Regions from separate parts of the Gasterosteus aculeatus genome. Here region 1 is linked to region 2. Evidence: chromatin contacts called from public Hi-C data. All regions are on one chromosome and are shown on one strand. The core of a region is the stretch at or near the end of the contact, and the rest is flanking DNA. Distances in the headings are between cores, read along the strand shown. Region 1 has its middle 38 kb from the start of mdfi. Region 2 holds the start of mdfi (MyoD family inhibitor).

What was found. A called contact is a pair of places that touch in the nucleus more often than the background predicts.
Region 1: a Hi-C map of skeletal muscle shows a contact between it and region 2, with 6 times the contacts expected there. The contact joins the enhancer-like site here to the promoter of mdfi in region 2. A contact is called at or near these places in 5 of 6 Hi-C or Micro-C datasets (liver, skeletal muscle, tail fin and 1 more).

Annotation. Positions count from the first base shown.
Region 1 is chr17:12,191,216-12,196,395 of fGasAcu3.hap1.1, reverse strand. No RefSeq gene overlaps it. Among protein-coding and RNA genes, the nearest start is that of mdfi, 38 kb to the right of the region's middle. Within about 2 kb of position 3,260, at least 2 of the 9 cell types and tissues checked have open chromatin away from gene starts, as enhancers often do.
Region 2 is chr17:12,154,011-12,159,740 of fGasAcu3.hap1.1, reverse strand. mdfi (MyoD family inhibitor) reads right to left here and starts at 4,402. Exons shown (of 5, transcript XM_040204596.2): 1 at 3,778-4,402; 2 at 2,415-2,616. The coding sequence starts at 2,565.

The sequences.
Region 1 (5,180 bases), core at 2,011-4,510, 38 kb before region 2:
TTTAAAATAAAAATGATTTATTATTCGGGAAGCAGCATTGTCTGGGCTGAAAGGTTGACACATTGTGAAGCAACAACAGGGGGCAGTGTTGGGTCATGAACACCCTGCTGTATGTCCACCCAATCTCCCTCCTCCACTCCCCCACCCCCTTCCTTTCTCTCTCTTTCTCTTCTTCTCTCTCTGGCCAGGGTCCAGTCTAACCACCTCTCAGGATTAATTACACTTTTTCAATTAATGTTCTAATGAGAGCTGCTGGTGCAGAAGTCTGATAAAGCAGTTAAGGAGTGAATGGGACACACACACAGACAAGACTGACTGAGAGATGTACTAGCTACAATGATTGATGGCACATGACAGAAGCTGAGGAAGTTAGTAGTGTAAAGACAGTAGCAGAGAATAGTTTGACCAAGACTGGACTGAGATGGACAAACACGCATCAAACATGCAAACACACAAGTGGGGTAATGCAAACATTTACAATATGATGTGGTGAGGATGCTCAATTTGGTGACACAAACTCACACGTCTGCACACTAGGTTTCTATGGTAATGAGCTCAACTGCATAGGGGCACCTCACTCGCTCACGCACACAAACTTTGCCGGCATGCACCAGGGGACCTGTCAAATATAAATTAGTGCTGTTGATTTCTCACAAGATACCCCCAAAGGTCATTAATTGGTCAGTGATTGGAGGTTAGCATGTAATTTCCATGAAGATAATTTGCATAAGGCAGCAATGGCCCTTGCCTTCAAAAGTATTTTACAGATTCTATACGTTGAAACACACATTTCATCTTTCTTCTATTTCTTCTTCATCTTCTTATCCATTGCTCCTGAATGCAGAGTGAACAGCACAAGACAGAGCCTTGTATGTGCCTTGTATGTCTACACTTTCATAAATATAATAAATCCAGTAATTGTATCTTATCTATTGATTCAAGGCCATAGCAATCCCATATAATTAAATCATTGTTTAACATATTTTCAGCCAAATGAAAACATCTTACAATTTCTTAAATGTTCGTATGGACAAAATTATTTTGAAAATGCATGGCTCTCTTGGCAAGTACAATACATTCATATTTTTTGTTCACTAAATAAGCAGGAAGAATAAGAACATTTGGAACAGAGGGATGTAAAACAATCAATGGAGATGTGATGAATGTTAAACAAAAAACATTGTTTAAGATCCAGAACCAGATTTAAAAGTTTTTTTCTTTGACAGCCTTTTGAAAGTGGTGTTGTATATTTTTACAAAGAAAAAGATACGGTTGTGTGTATGTCTGTGTGGTATGAGAGAGCAAGAGATGAAAGAGACAAAGAAATATCATTTTGAATTTAAAAAAAACGCTGAATGTGATTCTTACTCCCACTAATCAAAGCAAAGCATTACATTTCACTTTTAAAGATTATAAGAATTAATAATGTATTGTCTGTATATGCATTAGTCCATATGTGCATTAGTTTGGAGTTTGTTAAATTAGAACGCCGTTTCCCCTCATGTACTTACATGGTCTCCACCAAAGGAGAGTATGAAAGTACGAACGAAAGATATTGCTTTTCCCTGCGCTGCTGCTGCCCCCGCCCCCCAAACACACACACACAAACACAGACATGCAGACGCATACTTATTCACTCACTCGCTTAGTTTCTCCCTCTGTTTCATTCTCTTCCCTTTTTTACTCTTGCTCTCTCCGTCTCATTGCCCCATAACCACAGAGAGATGAGTTCAAGCCACCATTAAAGCGTTAAAAATTTAAATATATAAAAAAAAAAATCTTAACGCTCTTTTTAATTAAAAAGGATCCTAATAATCCACATCATATTATACGTCGCAGATTCATCGGTCAATTTAATAACAGTGAGGCTTTTGGATCTTAATATCTCTGCTACCAGGTTTCCTTCATAACTGAGAGCCCGTGTTAATTACAGCAAAGCCTAATGGTGGGGAATATTCAGGGCCTCTCCATGTTTTGATAAATGGCTTTCCACTAAGATTTATTCCTAATTATCTCATTTGTCTTTCTCCATTACTTTTTATAGCTTAAATTTATGAAGTCATTAAGACGTTAGTGGGCCTGATAATGATTAGGAGAAGGAATTGTATGAAAGTGAATTATATGAAAATGATTATGGCTAAAGGAGTGTTTAAAATGAGCGCTGCGAAAGCCTGGATGTGTGTGTGCGTATGTGTATGAGGGCTTTGTTTGAAGGTGGTGGTACACCAGTGGAAATATGATGAAACATCTTTGTCCCTCTCTTCATCCCTCTGTGTCTCTCATTCCTGCTGGCCCCCATCGGCTCATATCTCTGCTCCATCTATCTGTCTGGTCTGACTCTGTAACACACTGCAATGTTCTCTCCAAGTAATGAGAGATGATCTTTCTCCATCTTTAACACACTCCTACACGTAGATGAAGCTTTTCTTCCACTGCATTTGGCTTTTGTTTAATTTAATTTTCCATGGAAGATAATGAAACATATAAATACAGAGGCTCAGTTGTGCATTTGGGCTTTGACAGGATGACCATTTTATGGTGTGAGAGCTCCTTGGCACTGTTATTGCAGTCTAATCTGTTTGATAAAGGCTTTTAGCTTCCGCGTTCCTTCTCTCTGCCACCACAGACTGCTTAGGCTAAAATTGCTAAATACATGGGTATTTGTGATCAATTATTTTATAACTTTACCGACACCTTTGGAAGACATGCTGTCTTCCTGTCTTGTCATTTGGACCCTTCCTTGTCTCCCGGCAGCGTACTTCCCACTCTCCTGCAGCTCTTCTACTCTTTTCTTCACCCTGGCAGACGGTATAACAGAGACAAGAGGCAGTGCAAGCCCCTGCTTAATGAATTAATTATTTGATTATTTAATCACTCAGATGAAAAGCGTCTTTAACATTGGTGGTAATTAGCAAACATCTGGGCCAGTGAGCGTGACAGCCACAGAGAAACAGAGAGAACGAAAGCAACACACACACTCTCTCTTTCACTATCTTTGGTGTCATAATATACATCTTTTTGCTGTGCTACTCCCCGTCAGAATTTAGCCATTGAAAGTGTGAAAGGTGACCTGTTTTATAATTTTAGTTCATGTCTTTCCCTTTAATCTTTTTCTTTTTTTGTTACTGTCCTACATTTTGTCTGCCAAAACAAAGAGGTTAAGTTGAATTCCTTTAATTTACTTCAGTGCCTCTATTAATATGTTTCTCTCACCCCCATGCAGTGCTGCATCTTGCCATTGGGAGGAGCAATGTCTTTCCATTCGACCCATTAAGACTGACTCCTTCATTTCACTTCTTAATAGAGTTGCCACACAGCTGTCCACAACACCATTGCTGATGGTGTGTTTGAGATAAAAACAGCAACAATTTAGTCTTTCCATCTATTGAAATTCGGCAACAATAACCATTGAACCGCCCCTGCTGCCTATTATAATCTATTAAGACAAGTGTTACATTATATCCTACATAGATTTACATCTTTGGGATTCATAAAGCAAACACAAAGGCTGTGTTCCTATATTGTTCTTTCTTCATTTCAATCTTCTGTGTGTTTAGGAAGAGGGAGGCAGAAGGAGAGAAAGTGAATGATTAAGTGAAAGACAGCAGACAGTGAAGGAGGGACGGAAGGGTAGAAAGATATTTGTGACTCTCTAGCTTGATTAAGACCACTTCAGTCTGGGTGGTTTAGCTTCACACCAGCGGCAGTCGCCCTCAATGGAAGAGGGAGGACTAGAGGTGTGTGTGTGTGTGTGTGTGTGTGTGTGTGTGTGTGTGTGTGTGTGTGTGTGTGTGTGTGTGTGTGTGTGTGTGTGTGTGTGTGTGTGTGTGTGTGTGTGTGTGTGTGTGTGTGCGTGTGACAGCAAGAGTGTATATGTGTGTGTGAAGAGGTGGAGGAGGGTAGAAGGAGGGATTCCTTTAATTGCAATCATTCTGGCAGCACTGCAGGGATCTACATGCCATGCATACAATTCGAGGAGGAGATACATCAAGCTTCTGGTCCTTCTTTACTTCCTTGATACCACAACGGTATACTCCACAAAACCCAAATTAAAACATGCACATATTTAAAATGTACTTCTAAACAAGCATGTTTCTTAATGCATAGTATTTGTTGGAGATCTTTGACTGAGAAGACTGAGCTGTAGATCGATCATATCTGTATATATTGTGCATCGGCGCACTGTTGTCAGTAGCGTCTGGAATTATGTGCGTGTATGTGTGTGATTGTACATAGGCTTCCCGTGTGCGGCCGAGGTTAATTGAGACACACAGCTCATCTCTGCCCTGACGAGGGTCAGAGCACAGAGGCAGATCTGCATCCCATTAATCTAACCCCAATTTATGCTGCCACACACTGTCAGTCGCAACCCTGCCCCCCAATTACACACACACGCACACACACACTTATACACTCACACCCACCCATTAATTTGGCCCCAATTTGTGTTGTCTTCAGCTGCTGTGATGCATGGCACAGACTCTTGGATTCACAATTACAAATGCATACAGAGCTCATACCAAACACTGGTGCTTGCTCACACACACTCACAAAGGCAGATGTCAAATGTCGTTCACTTTTGATATTGACTGTTTTTATCTCCTTAGGTGAAGTGAAAAATCAATTCAAGTACTAAGGAAGGGAAAATGCCCAAATATCTACCTTGCTAGCACACACTTTTTTATACACACACACACCTCACATAAATGTGGCCTATTATTCCTGCATAAGTTCCCGGCAGAACACTGGCCTGACAGAAGCTAAACCCTGCAGCACCCAGAGAAGGAAAGCCAAATTAACCAGCCTCACTCTAACACTGAGGGACCATTAAAGTCGAAACGCCTGATCTCCCTGGCCGGTTTTTCCTCTCCATCCTCTCCCTCGTTCCCCTCTCGTTTTCTCACTCTCCAGCTGGAAAGGTTAACCGTGAGAGGCTCTCAGAGACACTCCAGCAGACGTACAAGTGATCTTTCCTTTAATTGGCTTTTCCTCTCCCCTTCTCCTTCTCTCTTTTCCCTAACAGGTCAGCACTGTCCACTGCAGGGCCCAACAGAGGAAACTCACACATATGCACACTCAAAAGGACACACAGGCAGCCAGGCTTAACTGAGGACATGATGCATTGTTCAAGGAGTGTGTGTGTGTGTTTCTGTCCACCTTTAAATATCTCCATCCAACCA
Region 2 (5,730 bases), core at 3,153-5,652:
TCAAAGAGACAACAATATAATGGCAGTAGATATTCAACTATTTCATATCTGCACAGCTGTTTAAGCAGTCCAAATAGAAACTGTTTTACTGTTTCTATTGATAACTGCTAATGACAAACTGTACGTCACATCTGACAAAGTAGTAACTGAACAATGACCCATCAGTCCGTTGTCTCTTAACAGCTCTGCACTTTAGCTTGAGTTTGCTTGACAGACTAAAAGAATGAGGTTCTTCACAGCTCTACATCCTGCAGGGTCCGATTTAAAGAAACTAACAACTACTGAGCTTTGTTCTCTCAGACACTCATGATAGAGCTAGACATAGTAATATATTACATTATGTATCATAGCTCTATTTTCAAAGTTGCACTTTCATATTGCAATGACAACATGGAAACCAAAAAGATCTGCTCAGCCCCAAAACAGAGTGACAACAAGAAGTGATGAAAGAAAACGAGAGAATACACGTGTGGTGGTACAGTGAGGGGGTCCTATATAAACAGACAGCCTTGTTGCATCCTCATGCCTGAGTGAGAGTGACACTCACAACAGAGGCACACATCTCTCAACATGTACACACCGGTGTTCAACAGCCTCGTGTCGACTGAGCAGAAAGGACGGCAATCCAAACATGAGGAGACGTGAGGAATGAAACTCTCACAGTCTCATTTTAATACCTACCGAGTACAAAAATGAATCAATAAAACCAGAGTTAACAGGGTTCATATTTGAAAACCTTTTCTATTGTGTGTGTGCTAGCAGCGGAATAAAAGACATCCTTCGGCGAAAATTGGCAAAAAGATTCCAGCCTCAGTCAGATCTATACATGAGCCTGTTGTGTTGCTCCAAAACCCTGCTCTCTGGAGGCAGAGCGATGGGTGGGGGTGAAGCACAGCGCTGAAAGCAGCGCCTTGTTAACCTCAGTGGTAGCCTGACCAATCTTCTCCTCTCCACCCTGGCTCACCTACCTACCGTCAGCATACACACAAACACTCATACACACACACACACACACACAAATTATACCAGCCAGCCAGACAAGGCGTCTGACTTTAGTGGGAGAAGCCACAGTTGTACTTTGTGTTGGCTTCCCGAGGTGCAAGCACAGGTGAATGCAGCACAGCCACAGCAACATGTCCAGGCGCAAACCTACAGTTTAATAACTCTAAAAGTCTTCGCAGAGGTATCATCATTAAATCTCATGCTGTACTTACACTCATCGTGGTGAACCACAGTGTGCGGAGAACACAGATGTACGCGTGTGGATTCTATGCTGTTGCACATTCGGCACAGTAATCAAAATAGATTGGGTTCAGACTTGCCTTTTTAAAAAACAAACAAAGCATTAAAAAAAGCTCCATAACCATTGGGAGTTTTAGAGGCAGGTTCCCATTGAAACAAGCCACTTAAGTAGTTTAAAAATGGCTGCTCGTGTGTTGTCTTTCCCCTTGCGGCACGCACAAATGACAACACTCTTTCAACCAATCAACGTTCTGCAGTGAGTCTAGCCCCACCCTTTAGTACCAAACAACTGTGCCAGGTACCCCAACGGAAGGGTACCCAAAAAGTGGTACGGTACGGTTCGGATTTTTGGTACTATTCTCAACTTTTGGCAGTGGAGACACAAATAAAAGGGTACCGACCCGTACCGTACCGCTCGGTGGAAACGAGCCATTAGATCTGCACTTGGGTCTGCGGTCAATGCTGTCCGGACTGGTTTTAGTTCCTTTACTAAATGTTCAGGCAACTGCACTCATTTTGGCTGATCCTGGATGAGTCATTCAGGCATAATACTGCCTTGAGTCGGTTAATGTTCCCTGATTCCCACCTCAGTGCCAGTCAACCCTTCCCATGACCAATAACACAAAGGGGAAGGGTCATTTCTCAATTCCCAGCAGTCTCATTGTGGTCGCTCCACAGCGCTGCATTGGTCCTGACCCCTTAAATCATCCAAGTGGGAGTCACTGGAACTCTGATTCTGAGTCTGCCATTAGCGTTTAGTAATTACCTGTGAGTAAAGTTTTAAACATAACAATGACTCAAGACTATTCCGTTTAGGAAAACTAACATCAACCTTTCACAAAGGTGAATGAACTTTTCTCTTCTTTTGGGTGGTTAAAAGGTCTCCCACAGCTTGAAAAGAAAGGAAAATATGTTGCCTCCAGCTGTATACTCACTCACGTATTGGCTAAAACTAGAATAAGGTTTACGTAAGAGGCCCCTTTTTCTGAATAAATCAGCTAGCTTCTATTTTTTTCTATTCTATTCTTTTATAATAAACTCTTGATAAGAACTTTCTGTCTAACTTTTTAGAGGCAATCACGCTTACACACAGACACACCAATAAAACAAAGGAGGTTTAATGAGTTGTAAGAGCAGTTTGAGTGGGTCTGTTTTTGCAAACTCTTTCTTACCTGGACTGGGACAGGGCTTTTGGCTCGGGGGTTCGTTTGATCTCACGTCTGTTAAGGTTGCGTGTGTTTCAGGTTGTGGGGCGGATGGACTGGGGTCCCCCTCATCAGGTGGCTGTGGGGAGATGGCAGGGGCAGTCCTCTCCTCATCCATGGGCGTAGGCCTGGCTCTTATGGCAGGAGGTGGAGGGGCCAAGGAGTGAGCCTGAAGCAGAGAGTGGACATAGCCGAAAATATTATTACATTGATGTCATCGTGGGTCATGTGAAACGCTTCATATTATCTTCTTATTATTCTTATAAGCACAACTTGAACCAGCATGAATCACGTCTAGCTGTCAATTCACTAAAGAAAGATGCTTTCCTAAAACAGTGGTATAACAATGGATGTGCCTGATCATAATCTACTTTTAATCCACACGGTTTAAACTCTTTGAACGTATGTTGTATTTGTAGTTGCAAATCACTACTAAATTAAAATGAAAACACACAGTATTGTTGATATTCAACAAGTAAAAAAAACTCCCAATCAAGAGTTGACTTTTTATTTTCCAAGATGGACATTCAAGTGGAATACTAAACATTCCTCAAGTATTTAGATGATGATGATGATGATGATAATTAAAGTGTAAGCATGAATCTAATGCTTAAATTATAACAAAATGTTATTTTGTGTGAATCTTTTTGGCCCCAGACTGAGTTCTTACTAAATGGTTGCTAAGCGACATTTAGACTTACGTCCCCGTAATGAGGTCACGTGGGTTCCATCTGGAGACGTGCAGGCGGAAGCGAGCACGCGGGCACGTTCTCTTCTCATTAACACGGAACTAATTGAGTGTGTCACGTGCCAAAGTGTGTTTGGCGCGCGCCATCAATGCCAGAGTCTCAGCTGGACAGCTGTTTGCGCGCTCCCGTTGCTTCGTTCCGTACTCGCTGCCCCCCAAATAATTGACATATTGAGTTGAGTTTTTGCTTGATGCGAAGTTGAACGATTTCATAAAAATCGATTCACATAATAAAATAACTATAGTGGGCGTAGTGTTAATCTTTGAAAAGGTAAACGGTGCATATTTAGGGGAAAGAAAAAATAGACTTTGCACCGATCACATTAACAATGCCACACTTGTAGCTTGGATTTCGTGTAGACTTTTTTTATAGCAATAAGTGTCCATTTCAAGAGAAGAAAGAAAGCATAAACTTTACCGCAAGCTATTCTGTTTAACTGTATTGCACCCAGCTTTGCTTTAACGGGTCGCTGCGTGCTCAGACCCAGCTCAGCTGTGTTGCGATACTTATTCTGCCTAGATCGCGCAGAATAAATCGCGTTATTTAAAACAAACGCACAGAAACAAAGAAGAAGATCGTACCTTCTCTCTGGCTGGGAAACGGTGCAGCCGACCTTTCGGCTAATTCATTCTCTGGCCGCTGCGGGTGGACTTCTTGCCCCCGGAGACCCTTTCTGTCCTCTATCCCTCCACTATCGACACCTCACACGAGCACCTAATCTCTTTTCGGCTCATGGGGGTGCCCAAAAACGCCCAATTCAATGCATATTTGTCCTGCGAAGATAGTTCTCTCTCCGCCTCCAAAAGTTTCTCTGTGCGGATCGTCCTCCAGCAGACCAGATGTTGGGTAAGTTAGTGTGTCTCTGCAGGCAGCTCGCTGACTAAGTCTTTGTCTGCGCTGCAGGGCTTCTCCACTTCCCTTTGTTTTTCTGCGAACAAAGTCTTAAAGGCTACACCACCGTCCCGAAATGCTTTTAAACCTTTATCTATCTATCCGTCCTGTACAGGCTACTCGATCTCTCCTCTCCCTTCTCTCGCGCTATACTTTCCCTCAGACTTTAGTGCTGCAGCTATTGGACAGGAAACGACAGTCAGCAGTGATTGTGTTTCCTCCAGGCTACAAACTAGTTGGGCTGAACTATACTGACATATAATTATCCCCGTTAACCCGAACCAGGCACAGCCCTGACACAGGGAAGCTTTCATTAAGAATCATGAGCCCAGGAACCACATGTTTTGTCCCTGATAATAGAGAAGAGAACAATGGAACAATTGTTCATATACTATGTAGCATATCTGTGGTGCTCAGTTATAGAAACAATTTCACACAGGGCTGCAAATGTTTCCCCGTTGTCCTAAACTGTATTCACAGAGGGAGGCCTTAATCCCCACTGGCGTAAATACCATAAGTAACCAAAGCGGTTGTTCTGTGGATGTGATATAGTCAAAATAGCCAGTATAACTTTCTCATTAGTCAACCATGCATCTTCAGTACTACTGAAAAAAAGTATTCCAAGAATGAAAACTCTAGCTCTTCCTAAATGCACCACCTAAATCTTTGAGTTTAGCGGCACACAAGGGAGTCAAACATTTCACCAAGGCCTGTGACGTCGGCTTAACCTCCAGATGTTCTCTCTGCTATGAGGTCTGGGCCGAACACAAGTCAGCAGCCACCTTGGTCAAGTTGGACTACCTCCACTGGCAGAAGGCCTGTCTTACCATGGCCACCTGGTGGCTATTTCAAAGCACCAACCAGAGAAACATTATATTCAGTTTGCATAGAGTAATCATTGCATTCTCTATTTAATTACCTGGAGATCATGAAGCTCTGAAGTCATATAACAACTAGCAATCTTCCAGCCACGAAACCGCTGTTGGTTCCCCATTTGTAACAAGAAGTCAACGTCAAGTTATTTGTCATGCAATGAATACACAAACAGGTAACAGGTAAAAGGTAGGTATTTTTATCTCCTACATGAACATTATGACTTCAGGTGTTTGCAGGGGAAAAGGGTTCATATGCTTTTTGACAGCCGATGCTGTTTCTTTTTAATTATCCCGACTTTAAAGAAACTGGGAAAACACTTACCTTGCACAGGTTTTTGTGACTCACTGTGGGAATATTTTCTTCTTTCATTCTGGTGCTCACAAGTGCTTTTAATGTCTCAGTACAAGCCCAAACAAGGTCATGATTCATCCTCATTTTAGTAATTATGCATTCAACAGCGATTCCAAAAGAAACTGCAAAGCACATTCCCACCTTGTATCCTATTTGCCATTGAAATCAGTCAGATGTTTTCAGAAAATGGTAACTTTTATGTCAAAAGTTACTGAAACCAAAGTCGCATCATTCACTGAAAACATCCTTGTTTCCAGAGGTTTGTGTATAAAAATACCCGGTATTCATGTTTTAAGAGGCTTGGTACCACTTTTCAACCCATAACATAAATTTCAACTCTATCACATACACGAAAAACACTCCATGCTATGTCATTTTCTAATTTAGTGTAAGTCAATGGGCGAAAATAATGATCA